Regions from separate parts of the Mus musculus genome. Here all the other regions are linked to region 2. The links are chromatin contacts, called in public Hi-C maps. All regions are on one chromosome and are shown on one strand. The core of a region is the stretch at or near the end of the contact, and the rest is flanking DNA. Distances in the headings are between cores, read along the strand shown.

What was found. A called contact is a pair of places that touch in the nucleus more often than the background predicts.
Region 1: a Hi-C map of liver shows a contact between it and region 2, with 3 times the contacts expected there. The contact joins the enhancer-like site here to the promoter of Idh1 in region 2. A contact is called at or near these places in 4 of 39 promoter capture datasets (embryonic stem cells, liver and stem cell-derived epiblast-like cells), 1 of 15 datasets of contacts at CTCF or cohesin (the NIH/3T3 cell line), 4 of 484 Hi-C or Micro-C datasets (CD4 T cells, LSK cells, liver and 1 more), 7 of 115 datasets of contacts at active chromatin or transcription factors (bone marrow-derived macrophages, embryonic stem cells, extraembryonic endoderm stem cells and 2 more) and 2 of 9 other capture datasets (adipose tissue and liver).
Region 3: a Hi-C map of LSK cells shows a contact between it and region 2, with 3 times the contacts expected there. The contact joins the enhancer-like site here to the promoter of Idh1 in region 2. A contact is called at or near these places in 1 of 484 Hi-C or Micro-C datasets (LSK cells), 1 of 115 datasets of contacts at active chromatin or transcription factors (bone marrow-derived macrophages) and 1 of 9 other capture datasets (adipose tissue).

Annotation. Positions count from the first base shown.
Region 1 is chr1:64,755,462-64,758,669 of GRCm38.p6, reverse strand. No RefSeq gene overlaps it. Among named protein-coding and RNA genes, the nearest start is that of Fzd5, 19 kb to the right of the region's middle. Within about 2 kb of position 1,954, at least 74 of the 459 cell types and tissues checked have an H3K27ac peak or open chromatin away from gene starts, as enhancers often do. A contact at or near this core is called in LSK cells, hepatocytes, liver and 1 more, where this site is marked.
Region 2 is chr1:65,177,147-65,180,467 of GRCm38.p6, reverse strand. Idh1 (isocitrate dehydrogenase 1 (NADP+), soluble) reads left to right here and starts at 1,326. Exons shown (of 9, transcript NM_010497.3): 1 at 1,326-1,478.
Region 3 is chr1:64,875,057-64,878,516 of GRCm38.p6, reverse strand. The region is part of intron 5 of Plekhm3 (pleckstrin homology domain containing, family M, member 3); the gene reads left to right. Among named protein-coding and RNA genes, the nearest start is that of Gm51628, 10 kb to the left of the region's middle. Within about 2 kb of position 2,031, at least 96 of the 459 cell types and tissues checked have an H3K27ac peak or open chromatin away from gene starts, as enhancers often do. A contact at or near this core is called in LSK cells, adipose tissue and bone marrow-derived macrophages, where this site is marked.

The sequences.
Region 1 (3,208 bases), core at 705-3,204, 420 kb after region 2:
AAAGGCATTTATCTCACAGTTCTCTCCACCTGTGCCGTTTATTTGGATGGAACTTCCTTTTTTAAATCATGGATTGGAATGCTTATGTGGACCAGGCTGCTCTGAAACTAGAGATTCACTTGCTTCCCAAGTGTTTTGATTAAAGGCACATGCTACCATCCCTAGTTGGGTATAACATTTTATACCCAGATTAAAATAGCCCTCTGAGTTCTTGCCTACATTTCCCACCCCTCTCTCAACTTTTGCAGTGAACATCTAAGCCCGGAACGAACTTTCTGATGCCTCATGTTCACAGTTTGCAAGCCAGTTCTGTAATTCTATGATAATAGACAAGGAAGTTAAAAGTCTATAGAATAAATTGAGCATGGGAGTGGATTTAAGCTCATTCCCATATAGAGACTATTTGGCCTATTCTCCAAGTTCTCACAACGGACATTTGCAAAGTGTTTTTGTTTCAAGTTACTCATATCATTGTCTTTGTCATTGTCGTCGTCATCATCATCATAGTAGGCAACGACAGCAGCTCTGAAGATATGAAACCATCATTATTGCTGAACAGCAAATAGCCTCAAAACTCAAGTGTTTAAAACCACCATCCCCTCCTCCTCCGTTCCTGCATCTGCAAGTGACGAAGTCTGGCCAGGCAGACCTATTGCTCTTGGCTCGTTCTGCTCATGCCTCTCTGGGTCAGCTTTGCTCTAGGCTGGGTGGGGCTTCTGCAGTTTCCTTGGGGAAGCTTTGCCTTCACACATCTCTCATCCCTTCCTGGAACCTTGGTTTCTTCTGGACATGACACATTCATCTCATGGAAAGAACAGAGATAGATACACGGAAGAAAGCCAATCATAGCATGTTTTCTAGCCTGTACTTGTAGCATGTCTGTTAAAATCCTACTGGCCAAAGCAGGTGTTGCCATGAGAGCTAATGGGTGAGGAGTATTCTCGACTCTTGTTGAAAGTGTGACACCTTCTATGGGCTTACTGACATAAAGAGGAATGAAAAATGCAGGTACTGGTGCACTCTGCTGCAGCCTCCAGGCAGCAAGCCTTCTTGGTATCAGCTACTTTTTGTGCCCATCCCTTGAGATACAGGCCTTTCAAAGCCTGGTGTTCTCTCTGTTTAGGGTTCTAAGCATGCAGGACAAACCAGACCAGGCAGAGAAGTGGCTACCCTCGCCAGTGACTTCAGCACAAAGGCTACACTTTGGCCTGCCTCCTAGGGTAAACAGAGAAGGCTGGCAAGCCAGCACTGGCTCACGCCTCCTGGCTCTGGCTCCCTCCCCAGCTACCCCCACCCTAACAGCTTCTTAGAGTGTTAGCCACTGCTCTAGTGAGAGAAGAGTAATTGAGGGTGTAATTAAAAAAAAAAGAAGAAGAAGAAGGAGGAGGAGGAGAAGGAGAAGGAGAAGGAGAAGGAGAAGGAGAAGGAGAAGGAGAAGGAGAAGGAGAAGGAGAAGGAGAAGGAGAAGGAGAAGGAGAAGGAGAAGGAGAAGGAGAAGAAGAAGAAGACATTAGAGAGCAATAGACCAGATACCCCAGCTCAGGGCAGCTCTAAACCAAAAGACTAAGGCAGAACCAACAAAGCAGGGCAAGGGGGCCTGGCTAACAGAAGAATGGGTAAATTTGGCCTGTGAGAGAGCAAAACCAGAAGAAAAACGAAAATAGCTTAAGGGAGGCCGAAGTCGCAGCACGTAAGAGTCCCTGGGCTCAATCTTCAGCACTGCCGAATGAGAAAATAAATAAAAGGCATACATACAAAAATCTCACAGGAAACACAGGAAAGCCACAGCCTGACATTTTCGGAAGTGCTCAAGACAGAAGACTTTGGCAAATGACATTAAGTTTTCAATGAAAACTTTGCAGGGAGATTTCTTTCACACACCCTACCACTTCTGCTGCCAGAACAAACATGCTGGAAGGCTGATCGCACACGACACGGAATCCAAACACACCAAACAAACTCAGGAAACCAGAGAGAAGAGAAGCGTCTCTAATGCACCTCTGTGACTCTCAGCTTTCTACCTGAGCTGGCTTGCGAGCTGAGGGAAGAAGGCTGCTTTTATGGTGATACAAACAGTAATGTGTCCTTCTTGAAATGCTGCAAATTGTTAGATAATGACAACTGGCCACCAAAGCAAACTAATGAAGGCCACAAGCCCACATTAGTGTGAAAGGAAGACAGGAGAGCCCTAGCTGCCCAGTGATGACTAACCCCACTGGAAAGAGGGGGTGTTGAGGAGCTCCTCTCGCCCAGTTCTTCTTGCTGTCTTCTTGGTCCCATTTCCTTTCAGTAAAATAATGGGATAAGACCCTAAGTCCATTCCAGTATCCAGAGGTAATCCTGTGTTTTTTTTTTTTTTTTCTGGACACAGTATCCCAGCCCATTGCCCTGGACTCTGAAGGAATGAAATCCACGTGGCATTATCTTTGTCCAACTATGTAACAGCAGAGGCAAGTTGGCACCGGCACATAAAACCACAATGGAGTTAGAGCAGGCCGGATCCTTGCAAGTTAAGCACTGCCAGCTACTCACGACTTGCCCTCCAGCAGGTTACTTAATCTCTTCATACAGGGGTTTCCTCATCTGTCACGTGGGGAAAATGGGAGAGGCTGTTATTACTGGGGGTTGTGGGGATGAGGGAGATAATGCACTGAGGATTTAGTGGGGGGCTTGGTGCATAAAAGGGTCTCAGAGCTCTGCTGCAGTCTGCAAACGTCACTTCGGCAGCACACGGCAGGTTTGGGTGTTTTTTTTTGTATTTTGTTTTTTGTTTTTTCTTTAAGAGGTGAGAAGAAGAAAAGCTGTTTATAAAGGAAGGATCGTGCTTAAAACAACCACCTTTTCCATCCTGTTGACTTGCTGATAGGAAGTAAGATTTCTGCCTGTAAGAGGAGAAATAGCACCCTGGGTTGGGGTTTAAGTATAGCTTGGGTTTCTCCTTAGTCATTTTGTTTTGGTTGACTTCTGTTTGTACATTTGGCTGGGTTCATCCTACATAGCCTTACCTTGAGCCAGCATATAACAATGGCTCTCAGTTTTAGACGCACGTTAGAATTGGGGGATTTAACACAGAGATGGTGTCACAGCCCTGTAATCCTAGTACTCCAGAGGCTGAGGCAGAAGAATTGCAAATTCAAATTTGAGGCCAGCCTGGGCTACATAGTGAATTCCAAGTTAACTTATTTAAAGGTGAATTCCTGCCTCAATG
Region 2 (3,321 bases), core at 77-2,576:
TCTCAGTGTCTCAGATAGTCAATCCATGCTTAGCACATATTTAGAACTTGGTTGAAGATGCTTATATTTAAATTCACCATGGCTCTGTATTCCTATGCATTCTTCTTACTTTTGCCATCACCTATAGTCAATACTTCTTATTGTGTTTTATTCTTCGTTTCTTGAATTTATTCTAAAATGCTTTCTGGAACAAGAATGGCTATGAATACTTACTTTTAGTAATATAAACAATATGTGCCTGATGGTAGTAAGTAACGTTTTTTAAAGTGATTTAAAGTGAGATTAGAGGTGAAAGTATAAACTCACACACTCTCTAATCATTTTATAGGAATAAACGGAGGTCACAGCTAATACCCAGTTAATCAACATTAACAGCTGACACCACGTATGAGTCCTTTTCCACATAGCGCCCTCTAGCGTCCAAAATGAATCTTACTAACTGCCGTGAATTCATAACTTTTCAACACAATGCTGGTTGTTTTAAAAGTCCATGAAGCGTTGAATCTTGACCAATCAAGGATGACCTATTGTCCTACAAGTCATAATGTTCTCCTTTTCAAGACTAAGGAATACAGACAGAAAAATCTCTGGAAAGATTGGAATACGTTTAACCCATTCTTAGAATTCTAAGATTTATATCGTGTATCTCTAGTGCAGCTTCATCGCAACCCAGAAAATAAACCTCACTGTCTTCCATGACAAATGGTGAGTGAAGCTTATTTATAAACAGCAACAGTTGGGAATACGGATCATTGGTAGTGGAGGGAATTATTGGGGTGGAATGGTGAAGCTCTGTAAAAGCCTCAGCATGAGAATATGAATGGTTTTACTCATATATGTATTTGTGTGTAGGGTATTGTTTGTTCTTGATTTTGAAATGGAAAATGCGCTCTGTTTTAGCTTTTGCATTAAGGTAGAATCTGTAGTCCTCACACGCCTTTAAGAAACCTCAAATGCACATTCTTCAAAGGGCACAGTCCAGCTCTAAGAGGCATCCGGAGACTCCAGGAAGGGATCCAGTCTAGGGAGGGCTCCCTCTTTTGTACCTTTTGCAGAGAACCTGGATACTCAACGCTGGGATTCCTAGATTGTTGCGGAGCCCAGAACACTCGGTCTCGGCGCTTCCGATAGCCTGTCAGTAGGTGGCGTCCTCGCTCCTCAACTGCAGGGTGTTCCCGAGGAATCTCCGCGGCGTGGCAGTCCCATCCCCCACCGGGAACAGCGGACCGCTGCATCCCAGACTTAATCTCAATCTATGCCTCGGCCCACCCCACAAAGTCGGAGGCGGCGAATGGCGTCGTGGAGGGGGCGGGGCTTCGGGAGGTGGGCTGAGGGGGTGGGGCCTGGGAGGAGACAAAGCCGGGAAGAGTTAAACAGCCTTGACCCTGCCGCTGGGCTTCCGAGCGAAGGTTGTGGCAGATGCTGATCTAACTGGGGCCGGCTTATTACAGCTTGTGTGTACGCGCGGGTGTGAGCCGGTGAGTAGCTGGGGCGCCTCCGGCTGCAAGCGGGCGCTCCTTCCCCTCCCTACAGGTGCCCCAAGGCTTAGAGCGGCAGCCGCCGCCCCTTACTATTAAACTATTCCGTTGAAAGCTGGAGTGAGAAAAAAGGAAGAAACCCCAGGTCTTGGCTGTGCAGAGATGAACTCAGTGGCAAGGCCCTGGTGCACTCAGGGACGCTTCCAGAGTTTGGGCGTAGAGAAGGGAAATGGGAGTAGCAGAGTGCTGCTTGCCTATCTGTATAGAAGGGCGCTTCCGAGGTTGGGATCGCTTTGGGAGGCGAGGACGTTGCAAGCAGTGACAAGTGGCAAGGCACCCGCGGAGGAGAATTTAGCTTTGAGGTGGACGCACAGAACTCTTGAGTGTTGGGTGTAAAAGGACTAGGCAGGAAAGCTGGTTGCAGAAAGGGTGTAAGCCAGGAATTTAGGCGTGTACTCCCTTCAAGGTTCAGGGGTGGGACCTGCCTTGTGGTCGGAGAAGAGCTAATGAGAGTGCAAGAGAGGGAGGGGATGAAGGTAGGCGGAGCCTCCAGCTTCAGTCTGTAGTGTTTGCTTAGCCACTTGGGGGCGCCCTGGGGTCTCGATTCCAGATGCAGCCATCTCAGTGGACCTCGTATTTAAAAGGTCCTGGCAGTGCTGAGAGGAGGGGCTGGTGTGGGGATCTGGAAGGAGGAACCGAGTCAGCTTCATTAGCAGAGCTTGCACAACGCCCACATGGATATCTCCTGTCTCAGTGTCACCCGAGGTCGAGCAAACCCGAGACCTGCAAAAAGCCAAAGAGCCGGGCGCTCACTCTAGGACTCACCGTCCTGTGGTGTGAGCGTGTGTGCGCACCAATATTTGTACTCCTGTGACCTTTATTTGGAAGGCTCCTGCCCTTTGCCCCTCTGGATACACTCAAGCACTGTACTTTAAACCAGATAAACTGGGCTGTAAGGCTGATATTAAATACAAATCCTCCTGGCAGGGGTATTTGTATGTTAAGACTTTCTGTTCCGGATCTTGCTTTGTTTTAGGAGATAAATTGAAAGGACACTTGTTTAAGTCATCAAAATTGAGAGGCCTTGTTATAATTGCAAGTCCGTTCACCATCAAGATAAGAATTAGCAATTTTGCCCTCTAATCTGATATCTTTAATGTGACCACATTGTATAGTTAGTTGGGCGTTAGTGCAAGTGTAGGCACTGGGAAAAGAGAGAAGCAGGAATTTTTCGACAATATACTGCAACTACTTCCTTAGAGTCCCCACATGTTTTGCAACTTGAACTTGGCTGGAAAACAAAAAGATCGGCTCAAGATAGAAACTTGAGATTTATGGAAGTAAAATTAAGTATGGCAAAGGGTTCCTATTGCTTAACTAGTCTATTATGTTTGTTTTCTGGAATTGCACAGGCTGTCAGATTGGAAACTGGCTGCCTTCAGACTATGTAAATAAGCTGGTAGCTATTAGGCTTGGATCAAACTTTCCTTTAAAAGTTGGGGTTGGGTGGGATCAGAAAATGTGAGACCCAAGAAGTCAGGGAATCTAGGGGTACCTAAAGCCCATACATGCCATGGAAATCAAATCCAGAAGTGTGATAGTAGTTACAATACAGCTTCACTTCTTTAATTAACAAGTGCTAAAAAAAAAAAAAAAAAACTAAATAGATAAAGGGAAGGAAATCTGACGTTTATCATTCATTGGTGAATTCTGAGATATAAAAAGATTACATCAGAGTATATACACACCAAGAAGGAAATAACAAAGCAAATAAAAAAGTTCAGACATTCCCGGCATTGTGATATTTTATTAGCTGTATTTGCCATCGCAGAAAAATAGCCTA
Region 3 (3,460 bases), core at 782-3,281, 300 kb after region 2:
TGCACACATACACAGAGAGATGCACACAGTTGGGCATGGTATTGTGCTTCTGTAGTCCAGAAAATCCTAGGGAAGACGACACACGTCAGAGCCAAGAGAATCCTTGGAAGCTCACAGGCCAGCCAGCCTGGCATATGGCAGAAGAGAATAACAGACAGGAGGCCTCCTCATCCCCCTTCCCCAAAGAGAAAGGGGGAAGAACTTTTTACCCTAGGTTGATACTTCAGGTTTCCTGTGGCCTTTAAAGACACATGCTCCATGATACACATGTCATCCTTACTGTCTGTACTTGGAACTTCACCTGGAAACTTTGCTTTAAGATTCACTAGGAGATGGTTACAGGCTTCCTTTACTTTTTGTTCCTGTCACCCGTTGGGTCTGGCTTCTCATCACCTGTTTTTCTAGTTTGCTAACTGGGACTCCTGTCTGCCCTGGGTCCCCTGACTAGTCCAGATTACAGCCATTCAGCCATAGAGTAGACTGACTAGACTGCAGCATATCATAGCACGCCTGGTTGGCCATCTGATACCTGTGACCTGGCCATAACCTACATGTATAGCTTCATCTTTCACTTGGCACTTGGTGGGTCGTAGACACCCCAGTCAAAATCAAATGTTCATTTCCTTGATAAACCATCCACCGCTCCCACCTACAGGCCACTCTAACTCTAGGTGACCTCAGACGCTTCCTCTTCTTGTCTTCGTTCAGTGATATCTTCCAACAGTGATCATCTGGACCACTCAGTTGATGCTTAGGTGCCTGGGTGACTTACATCTCTTCAGGCTCCTTTCCTATCTTGCTGACTCCTGGAAGGCTCTGAGAGGACAAGATTCTTCTGCTCTGTCTTGGAGACTAAGATAGAAGTGTGCATCAGTTGGTTGTACAACAAGAGCTTATGAATCATTAAAGTTATGTCATCTCATGTTTTTCAGAATTATTTACAATTATTGGGATTTTTATCCATAAGAGGGACTTTCCCAGAAATCTATATTTTTCTTTCTAGCAGTCTTTGAGGCACACAGGTCAAAGGAGGAAAGGACAGAGCCAGAGAGGCTCTCTGACTTGCCAACAGTGAAAGGCTGGTGAGCAGCAGAGTCCAACTGGAGCCATGTTTTCTCATCGTAGATCACTGCTTCTTGCCTAATGAATGATAGTGATGTCTGGAGGTCTCCATACTCTCTTACCATGTGTTTTAGACAAGGCCTTTCTATGTGGCTGGCTCACTGTGTAGACTAGACTGACCTTGAACTGGTAGTCACCCACCTGCCACTGCCTCCCAGATGTTTACAGTCACTCCAGGCTCATGCTCCTGAGAGGACTCTCTTTCATGCCTCCTGAAGACTTGATTGAGGTCCTTTAGAAGAGTGTGAAGAAAGATGAAGAGGTAGATGGGAGGTAAGATGGCTGGCTGGTCCAGGCCTGGGATCGGCAACAGGCAGTCGTTCCTGGGGGGCCAGGCAGGACAACTGGCTTAGTGCCAGCAAATGCTTTTTCTATAGGTCACAGTTTGCCAGACCTTTCTATTTTCCAGACCTAGATACTTAAAATAGAAGTATAGCAGTATCCACAGGGTTGCTTCAAGTGTACCTCTAGCCAAAACAGATACTAAAAACTAATTATTATTTCTCACTACCATTTCATATAAGAATATAGTAATACTAAAAAAACACAAAGGCAAACAGCCTCAGAAGTCAAACACATTTTAAAAAGAAAATCAATTTTAAAAGCTTTCTAGTGTATCTGTCGCCCTCACCCCACCCCATTTTACCTTAGACCACCAAACACATCACCAACTGTTGGACAAGCTTTTCTTAAATCCTATGTTTCTCTTGTGAGCGCTCGAATCTTTGGGTTCTGGGAATTTTGCATGGCTGCTTGAGTATTTCCCATAATCCCGTGTGAGTTGGGTCTTGATATGTCTAGTAAATCTGAATGGCCACTGTGAAGTAAACCTGAACTGTTCTTTCCCGTGCTGCTTGGGGGCAATCTACACTCTCAAGCCTGTGTTCCTGGTGACTCAGCAGTGCTGGGTCATGTGTCAGGAAAGGAAGTTAGGCCTATTGTTTTAAGTTCCCTCTCTGACTGGTTGTTCTGCAGCAGCACACTGACTTGACTTTCGCCTTCTTCCTAATTCTCCTTTTCCTGTTTCACATTTTATTTGAATGGTGAGTATATCCAGGGTGAGTTCCCACTGAAATGTTAGTTTTGCTAAGCAATGGGCTCTTTCTGTCATGAAGATTGCCATTTTTATTAACATTATCCCGTCAAACTCGTATCTTGGCCCCTTACTGTTTTACCCAGAGCTACTCTGCTTTTCTAGTGAGGTCACTGAAGTGTGAAGCTAAGTGCAGCTGGTGAAGGGGTCTTTTCACTTTTAATATCATCTCAAGTTTACCTACGTCCAAACCAAGCTCATAAAATCTCTGTCCCACCTCCTATTGCAGACTACCCGCTTCCTATATCACTTAAGAACACCTCTGTTCCAAGCCATACACCTTCCTCTTGGCAGACTGACAGCTTCAACCTCAAACCATGTCTCCTCTTTCCACTGTCAGTGCTACCACCAAGGTCCAAGGCTCGGTAGTGTTCTTCTGGACTATTGCAGTCACTGGTCCCCTGCGGCAGTCTGTTCTTAGGATTCTGGCTGCAGCTAATGTGCAGATTAGATGATGTCACTTCTGGCCCAACTGATGTAATAACTTTACCTTTCACTCCGAGTCGAAGCCAAAGCTGTGCACAGTCTTATCCCCATTAGTCTCTGTCTCACCTCCCACCACTTCCTGCCTCTGTTCCAGTCACACTGGCCTTTCTGCTGGTCCTTGATCATACTAAGAGGGCTCCTGCCTGAGTTTCTATACCACCTGCTTGTTCTTCTAGGTCTTTATGCAGCCATCTCTTTATAGAACCATGCCCGACTGTATTTTAAATTACAACCAGTATGCAACTTAATATCCCTGCCTCCTCCTCCACCCTTCCCTCCTGTCTTCTTTCATTGCCTATTCATAGATGGCATGGTATGGTGTTTTGTCTGTCTCCCTGTCTTAAAGTACAAAGTTGTCCTTTGTTCCATGTATACTTCTGCTCTTTCCCTCTTACACTGGATCATAGTTTTTTATCTGTATTGCTCACTGCTGTATCCCCAGGGCCTGGAACAGCGCCTGATACAGAGTGGAGACTAATAAATACTTGTTGGATAAGTTCATTAAGCAGATAAACTATTGTTACTAAGATTTTGGCAACTTCATTTGGTCAAACTGGGTTTTGCTTAATACAATATATATGATTCATTGTAGAAAAATAAAATAAAACAGCACCTACTATTCTGAGCTTGTTTTCTAGATTTTTCTCTCTGTAAATGCTTCTTTCTCATTAAAATGGTTGCGGGTGTGTTGTTTGTCATGTAATTATGTCACTTAGTTGTACACCTTGTGGAGACAGGGTCTCAGTCTGAACTCAGATT